3 separate regions of the Sus scrofa genome follow, and all the other regions are linked to region 2. Evidence: chromatin contacts called from public Hi-C data. All regions are on one chromosome and are shown on one strand. Each heading gives the region's core, a stretch centred on a gene start, on an enhancer-like site or on the middle of the called end of the contact. The rest is flanking DNA. Distances are from core to core; before and after follow the strand shown. Region 1 holds the start of ARHGEF39 (Rho guanine nucleotide exchange factor 39). Region 2 holds the start of RUSC2 (iporin). Region 3 holds the start of TESK1 (dual specificity testis-specific protein kinase 1).

What was found. Hi-C and Micro-C count contacts between places; a contact is called where the count stands out from the background.
Region 1: a contact with region 2 is called in a Hi-C map of liver, with 4 times the contacts expected there. The contact joins the promoter of ARHGEF39 here to the promoter of RUSC2 in region 2. A contact is called at or near these places in 1 of 5 promoter capture datasets (liver), 19 of 47 Hi-C or Micro-C datasets (adipose tissue, alveolar macrophages, brain and 11 more) and 2 of 2 datasets of contacts at active chromatin or transcription factors (alveolar macrophages and skeletal muscle).
Region 3: a Hi-C map of skeletal muscle shows a contact between it and region 2, with 4 times the contacts expected there. The contact joins the promoter of TESK1 here to the promoter of RUSC2 in region 2. A contact is called at or near these places in 1 of 5 promoter capture datasets (liver), 17 of 47 Hi-C or Micro-C datasets (adipose tissue, alveolar macrophages, blood and 10 more) and 2 of 2 datasets of contacts at active chromatin or transcription factors (alveolar macrophages and skeletal muscle).

What each region holds. Positions count from the first base shown.
Region 1 is chr1:236,386,332-236,389,039 of Sscrofa11.1, reverse strand. ARHGEF39 (Rho guanine nucleotide exchange factor 39) reads left to right here and starts at 1,398. Exons shown (of 9, transcript NM_001195686.1): 1 at 1,398-1,573; 2 at 1,780-1,874; 3 at 2,145-2,265; 4 at 2,524-2,642. The coding sequence starts at 1,436.
Region 2 is chr1:236,264,580-236,267,279 of Sscrofa11.1, reverse strand. RUSC2 (iporin) reads right to left here and starts at 1,365. Exons shown (of 12, transcript XM_001927812.5): 1 at 1,053-1,365.
Region 3 is chr1:236,339,879-236,342,720 of Sscrofa11.1, reverse strand. TESK1 (dual specificity testis-specific protein kinase 1) reads right to left here and starts at 1,561. Exons shown (of 10, transcript XM_003121984.4): 1 at 1,037-1,561; 2 at 791-912; 3 at 625-673; 4 at 1-113. The coding sequence starts at 1,261.

The DNA.
Region 1 (2,708 bases), core at 149-2,648, 120 kb before region 2:
AGTCCAGCATTTCTCCTTCCTCAGAATTCTGAGAATGTCAGTGAACTAGAAGGGACCTCAGAACCATGATAATACCCTGGTTCTTGGCTTGGGGCCCAGATTCATAGGCGTCTACAGTGGTAGGAATGGGGTCGAAAGTTTCTATCTAATATTTTGGGTTTAATAGCAGTTTTTTTCTGATTACAAAGTAATGCGTGTATGCTCAAGCAGAAAACTAAGGAAAAGCATAAAAGTCTAAGGGAATTTAAAAATCACCCTATTTATCCTATTTACCCCTTTAACCTCAGTGATCTAGTGCCTGGCACAGATTAGGTGCTTGGTAAATATCTGCTGAATGAATTATCTTTGATCCCATCACCCAGAGATAAAAACCACAATTAGTTTTTGATTGTTTATCCTTCCAGTCGTATATTTCTTTTACCTAAATAAGATCATATTGTGCAAACATCTTTGTGGCCTGCTTTTTTTTCTCTAGGTAATATACTACGTTTTCTCCATTTTGATAGCTTTTTTTACATCATCTTTAATACTTTCATATTATTCCTTCAAATGGCTGTACTATAATTTTCCTAGCCAATTCTCTACCAGTGGGCATTAAGGTGATTTCCAGTTTTCTGTTACAAACAACATTTTGCCTCCCATCCTAATATATATGTTTTTGTCCATAGATCTAATTTTTTAGGATGCATTCCTAGAAGTGGAATTTCTGGGTCATGAGAGTAGGCACATTTTAAGATATACATACTGACAAAAATGGCACTGTTCATTTACCTCCAGCACTACTGCCAGTTTTCGAAAAGACCTAAGAAAAATCTGGTACATTTTATCTCTGACTAGGTAACACAGATTAATCAACTCCAAGCTTTTGTCTTTGGCCAGAATTAGAGCAGTTCTCAACCACCAAGTTAGTTATTGACATTTGCCAACTAGAAGCTAAGTGGCTACCAGGTTTTGGATCAGTATGAAAGGAGAAAACATCAGTTCTTCTTCGGGGGCCAAAATATTAAAAACCTGGTGACCCGTGAGGGTTCCTAGTAGTGAAAGCACTGGGGACTGGATCCTAGAGTTTGGCATAGGCCCAGAACAGAACACATAGCCTAACTATCGTCCCCTCCTCAATTCTACGGGTGGAACACTGCGGCCCTGCCAGTGTCTAAACCTCTAAGTCTCCTGACTCAGAGTCCAGGCTATTGCCCCAACTTAGTACCACTCAGAAGACGACCACCCACTTGCTCCAGTCTGCCCTGCCCAGGCGCGCACCTACAGCGCCGCCCTGGTGGTGGGTCAAGCCCTAAGGAAGAGACCTGATGAGGTTCAACGCGCACAGCCTCCAGGCGCCAGGGGGCGCGCTCCCCCCTCCGGCCCCGCCCCCGAAGCCGTTGGGATTCGAATCTCCGGCGGGCTGCGGGAGGAAACGTCGATCCCTCAGTCCGGCATGGAGATCCCGGGTCCCAGCGCACGGTGCCCGGTGCAAGAGCAGCGTGCCCGCTGGGAGCGGAAACGCGCCTGCACTGCCCGGGAACTGCTGGAGACTGAGCGGCGCTACCAGGAACAGCTGGGGCTGGTGGCCACGGTGCGGGCCGGGCACCCTCCCGTAGGGGGCGGGGACCGGAGGGTGTGGCAGGGTCTCTGCGAGGTCGGTGACCAGGGGTATGGTGGGCCCTGGCCCATCCGCCTGCACATAAGGCTCTCGGGCGGACTTGTACACTTCCTAGCGGCACCTCGGCTTTAGCCTCCTCTGCGCACTACATACCGGTATTGTATTCTCTCCTCCCGCAGTACTTTGTGGGGATTCTGAGAGCCAAGGGCACCTTGCGACCACCAGAGCGCCAGGCCCTGTTTGGGCCCTGGGAGCTCATTTACCGCGCCAGCCAGTGAGTAGATGGGGCGTGGGGATAGAGAAGGAGGGGGAACCCTGGCCTCTGGTAGCTGCACGGAATTCAAGAGTCGGAGAAACCCAGGTCCACATTCAACGTCTGCCAGTTTTCTCCCCTGTGGTTTTGGCCCAGTGCCTTAACCTGCCCCAGTTCTCCACCTATAAAACGGGATAATAGCACTACCTCTGGGGCAGGGTTAATGAGGATTAAGAGAGGTGGTGCTTCGGTAGTTCTTGGGCTGCTCTTTCATTGTCCTGACCCACGCAGAGAGCTGCTTCTCCACCTTGAAGGAGGGCGCTGGGGACAGGGGCTGGAGGACTTCTGTCCCCACCTGGAGCTCTACACCCAATTTGCTGCCAACGCTGAGAGGTCCTGGACCACCCTGCAGGTAACCTGAAGATCTCACATCCTTCCCCTCTTCCTCTGTACATTTCCTCTAAATCTGGAGACCCAAACTCCATTCATACTGTTCCTGCATTTATAGAGCCCTGTGGGTGCCCCACCACCCTGTGCTAAGTTCCCTGTAGGGAGACAGGGTTCTCTCTGAAGCACACAGCTTCCTGAGGGCTGGGGATGTGTACATGGAAGAATCCAGTATAAGGAATGGCTTCTCTCCTTGCTGCCAACCCTTTCCCCATCACGCCAGGAGCAACTAAAGAAGAACAGACGTTTCCGGAGGTTTGTGCGACTTCAGGAAGGTCGTCCTGAGTTTGGGGGTCTTCAGCTCCAGGACCTGCTCCCTCTGCCTCTGCAAAGGCTCCAGCAGTGAGTCCACTCAACCTTACTCAACCAACTCCTCTTTTCTGTGTCTGCATGACTGCTGCTCTCAGT
Region 2 (2,700 bases), core at 116-2,615:
AAAGGGAGCAGCCAGTCTCTGGAGCAGAGGATCGGGTAGGGATCATCCCGGCAAAGCTCTCTCAAGATTATCTGGGCAGCCTCTAAAGGCACTGACCAGTAAAAATTCCCGGGTCATGACTTTGGTAAACAGAACATAAAGGGAAAACCGCTGATATGTAGAGGCTCCTATATAAAAGAAATCAGACGCATGAATTGAAAACTGCATATATTCAGTTCTATGCTCCCAATGAGTGCAAGTAGCCCTCCAGATTGCCCCCCCCCCGCCCCCCGTCAAGTAGGTAGTGATATTTTCCCCTCTAAAGCACTCTGCCTCACAGTCTCTGCATTGGGCTCATTCACCCACCCATCATACATTTACTGAATGCTACCATGTGCCAGGCACTGTGCTGGGCGTTGTAGATAAAAATGAACAGTGAATGGTTCTTGCCTTCAGAGCTGTCCCCTGATGTCCTCAGGGCCAGCTTGGCAAGCCCAAGCCAGCCCTGGGCAACGGGATGACAGCGCCCTTTGCAGCAGGTTAAGAGTGGTGGCAGGGGGCTGGCAAAACTGCCAGGCCAAAGGTTTTCTCAAGGTAAAACTGGATGCAGATACCAGCTTGGCAACCAGGGGCCAAAAGGGCGGAGGGTGCAAAGGACCCGGGCTGGGTGCTGGGCTACCGCGCTACCGCAGGGCGGTCACAGGAGATGCAGTACAACGATGACTACTGGGCACGAGTCAACTGAGGGGGTGTCTCCGAAGGGCAGTTTGAGAGACGGTTGGCTTGGAGCTGGGGAGACGCCTGAAAGGATGGTTGGTCCTGGGTGTCTGAGGGTTCAGTGTACGGCGGAGCTGAAGTGTCAGGGCAGGCTGAAGATGGAGCTTGCTCGAGGGGGTCGGAGAAGATGCGAGGGAGGGTGGGCCTGAGGGAACCAGGGGGAAAGGCTGAGCGTCCGGGCGGGGGCGCTAAGGGCTGGATAGGTGGGCCTTTCTCCTAAAGGATCGTTTGCAACGGGAAGGCAGTGGGTCTCCGGGACTCCGCCCGCCCCCAGGTTTCTCGCCTCAGCGTCCTACCTGATTTCTCGCCTCACTGTGCTCCCACGGCGAAGGCGGCGACGTAGTCTCGAGCACTCCAGGGGTCGCGTTGCAGCCGGGACAAGCAGACGTCCCCCGCCTCTCTAGACAGCTTGGTAACGCCCGCTACCCCCTGCAGCTGTGGCGCTGATGGTCCAACCCGAGTCTCCCTCATGCCGCCCCTCCGGACGACCCGTGGTTCGGTCCGCTGGGCCCGCGAGGGCTCACCCACCGCCCCTGCTCCCGCTGCAATAGGCGCAACGAGTCACGCGCAGTGCTTTCCCGCGAGGGAAGCGGCGAGGCTTTGGCTGTGGACCCGCCCTCTGCGGCTGGCGCCCCGCCCCTTCGGGTGGTGCCGGGTTAAGAGCACTGCCTTGTGCTGGAACCCAGAGAACCTTCGCGCAGCTTTAACACCCTGTGGAAGGGAGGTGCATTTGTGCCCCCACCTTTGGCTAAGGCCTCGATTCTCTGCCTGACACCCGGGTGGAACCTCTTGGGAAAACCAGAAAAAGAAAACTAAAGCCTGATCTCAGCCGGGACCGAGTGAACTAGAATCACCTGTGGGGTGGAGTAGGGGTTGGGTGGTGCGGCAGGCTTTGGTTTATTTGTTTGTTTATTTATTTATTTATTTCTGTGATTGGGGCTTATGGAAGTTCTTGGGCCAGGGAATGAATCTAAGCTACAGCAGTGACCGGAACTGCTGCTGTGACAATACTGGATCCTTAACCCTCTCTGTTGCAGGAGAACTCCCAGGCTTTGATATTTTTTCAAGTATCCCATTGTATAGCCAGGGTAAAGAAAAACCTGGTAAAATCTAGAATGGACAAAGACTCCTTCAGCCAAAAATTTAGTCAGGCTAAGTCTGCCCCCGGGGGTTAGGCTCATCTTTGGGCTTCTCTCTGTGTCCCTGTACAATTCAGTTTTGAGCAAGGATCCCTGTAAATCAGTTTGTTGAAAAATCGAACACCCTTGGTATCTGACCACCTTTGATATTTTAGCACCTTGGTCTGCCTCCAGCAAAAATTCTTTTGAGTTGGTCTACTAAGAATCCCCCTTATTCCTGATGTTTCTTATTGGTAACTGCTATGATCATATCCCTCCAAAATTTATATGTTAAAATCCTAACCTGCAAAGATTAAGTGGGGCCTTCGGTAAGTGATTAGGTCATGAGGAGCACACGGGATTAGGATTAGTGGTTTTATAGATCTCATAGAGCTCCCTAGCCCAATCCTCCAGGTGAGAAGTCTGTGACAAGAGGGCACTTAGCAACCCAGTCTCCAGAACTGTGAGAAATTTGTCTATAAACTACTCAGTTTGAAGTGTTTTATTATAGCAGCCCAAATTGACGAAGGCTGTACTTTTCCACCCACTGACCTCTACCACTACTCTGTTTCTGGGCTGATAAATTACCATTGTCTTTGTTGGGGTCGGAGTTGAGCTCAATCTGTCCACCACTGCAACACTCTGCTGCAGTGGTCTCTACCTACTCCATGGTTCCACCCCGCTACTTAAAGTATGCCTTACTACTCTTTAACAAGTGTCATGAATAATTTTTTTGGGGGGGAAGTTCCTGGTCAGTGGTTAACGAATCCGACTAGAAACCATGAGGTTGTGGGTCCAATCCCTGGCCTTGCTCAGTGGGTTAAGG
Region 3 (2,842 bases), core at 312-2,811, 75 kb before region 2:
GCATGCAGGTACCGCAGGCCCCGGGCGATGTCCAAAGCCAGGCGGAGCCTGACAGGCCAGGATAGGGGTTCAGGGGAGCTGAGCAGCTGTTCCAGAGTCCCCCCATTCATATACTGGGTCACAGGGGTAGGAGAAGGGGAATGAATGTCAAGATTTCAGTCAGTAGCCTAGGTCTCCCACTTTTAAGCCAGGGGACCCAGGAGGATCACAAAGTCAGGAGGGTGAGTCTGCTCTAGGGCTCCTCCATTCATATCCTGAGCCTGTCCTGTCCCATACACACGCACAACTATTTAAATTTAAACAAAATGGAACATTCAGTTCCTCAGTCACACTAGCCACATTCCCAGGGATCCTTAGCCACATGTGGCTAGTGGCTGTGGTTTTGGACAGCGCAGATATAGAACATTTTCATCTTTGCAGGAAGATCTATTGGACAGCACCGTTCTAGAGGATATAAAGGACGGGACCAGCTGAGGCCTTTTATTTGTGGTTTGCCTAAAGGGAAGTTCAGGAAAGCCTCCCCTGGGAGGACGTCCTGCTGCCCCTCATTATTCGTCTGTAGATGCACCAGGCCGCTGACTCGCCCCTTGGTGGTGGGGTCCCCCCTTGCTGGTTCATCCTCACCTCTGTAAGAGCATGCAGCTGTCCCTGGTGCACACAGACCCCCATGAACCTGGAAGAGGATGGGAAAGACAGCAAGGTAGTCTGGAAGAGTCCCGGCCCCTGGACAGTTCCCACTTTTCCCGCGGGATCTTTCCCCCTCCCCCAGCAAGCGGTTGGGGCCGCTCACCTTAGGATGTTGGGGTGCCGAAGTCGGTTCATCAGCTGCACCTCCCGTAGCGTGTTTCCCCGGTTACTGGGGAGTCTGTTCATTTTCAGCACCATGACTTGCCCTGACTGTCGGTGCCGAACCTGGGGGCAGCAGGGGCTGGCGAGTCCCGCGCAGGTCGGGCGAAACGCCAGGGTCTGGGCCCCCTTGTCCCAGCCTCGCGTCTAAGGCTCGGTCCCGCCCCTCTGCCCTCTCTGCTGGTCCTACCTTGTAGACCTCAGAGAAGAAGCCGGCCCCGATCTTCTCCGCGCAGTGGAAATCGTCCACGCGTGCCAAGCTGGACACCGCGCTGCGGAGAGCCCGGTAGGAGGAGGGGCGGCCCCGGCCCGGGCCTCCGCCCGCGCCCCCCGGCCCCGGGGGCCCCTCCCCCGGCGCCTCTCCGGGCCCGGGCCCGGGCCCAGGGCCCCGCAGTGGGGGCCGTTCCCCGGCCATGGCCGGGCCCCCCAGCCCGGGCCTGCCTCACATGGCAGGGTTCCCGGGGCCCGGGCAGGCCGCGCTCGCCATGGGTGCGGGCCCAGCCGGATCCGGGGCGCCGGAGCTCCCACTCCCTCTCCCGCCCTGGAGAATGGAAGATCTGCCGAAGCTCCTGGGCCCGCCCCCGCCGCGCCGGCTTGCTGCGCCCGGGTGGACGCCGCTCCGCTCGGCTCTGCGCAGGGCCTGGGCCTGGGCCTGGGCCGGGCGGTGGCGGTGGCGCTCCCGGGCGCCGGCGGGCAGGCGGGGGTACTCCCCGCAGGCGGAGGCGGGCGGGCGGGCGGGCGGCGGCTGCTCCACTTCGCCGCTGGGGCTCAGGCTCCGCGGCCTGCCGGGGGCGGGGCTGAGCCGGGCCTCTGCTTAACTCCTTCGAGCCCGCCTCGGGGCAGCGGCCACGCCCCCTCAGGTGCGCACCCCGCCACCAGTGGCCGGGACGCCCTAGGCTAGTGGGTCTGAGAAGTCGGGGTCAAAGAAGTTAAAGCCAAAGCTAAATAACGGAAGGGAATTAATGGCTCATTGTGCGTATGCGCAGCTCAAAGGTCTTTTAGCTGCCGTGAGAGCCCTTTCTCCCCTCCCTCCCTCGGGTCTCTGTCTTTTGAGGGCCAGGCTCTGGAAGCCGCCGGACTCCTGGACTCCATGGACAGGCAGGGTAGAAAAGTAGACCCCTCTGGTCCCGCCACAATCGGGGCAGCAACCTACCCACCTGCCCAGCCTCCGCCCTGGCCGAGCCTGCCCATTTCCCAGCTCTCGACCCTTACACTTTAAACCTCCGACTCCCTGACACTTTGTACCTTCCCCGGAGGTTGTGACGCCCCAGAGCTGTAGTGAGCCCTTGGCCAGCCCATTCCAGGTGTGGCCCCAAGTCCTGCTCACTCCATCCCGCCTCTCGCGAAAAAAGTTTAGATTCAGGGGCTTCTGCGCACTGACCACACAGCCTGGAGCCTCCTCTTACTATTTCGTCCACATGCCCTTCTTTCTCAAAAGAGAAGTCTCCACCTGTAGGGAAATATCCCACCCCTTGGCAAAACCCCGCCCCTCAAGGAGCCCTCCCCCTCAGAGAACCAACTCTTTCCTCAGTGAGAGTCTCTCCTTCAGAGGAACATCTCCGCAATGTGACCATGCCGCCAACAGTGTGTGCCAGAATCCCTCAGTGCGACACCCCTCCTCTGTCCGTCTCGCCCTTCCAGGGCGAACCCCACCTCTCAGAGCGATTCCACCCGTCATTGTGACCCCTCCTCTCAACGTGACTCCTCCCCTCGGTGTGGCCCAGCCCTCATCAGTGTGACTCTCCTAGGCAGGTACCGCCCCGCATTACGTAGGAATCCGATCTGCCCCCTCAGGCGAGAGGAGGATCTGCAGCCGGCCTCTAAAGCGGCGCGGCACCCTGAGTGCGCACGCACCGTCTCAGGACCCTGTGCGCATGCCATACCCAGCGTTTTTGGTTCTCCGCTGGCTCCTCCCCGTCCCGGTCATCGGCGGAATAGCCAATCATCGACGGGGGTGGGTGACGTCGCTCGATCCTGGAGTCCTGTCTAGGACGAG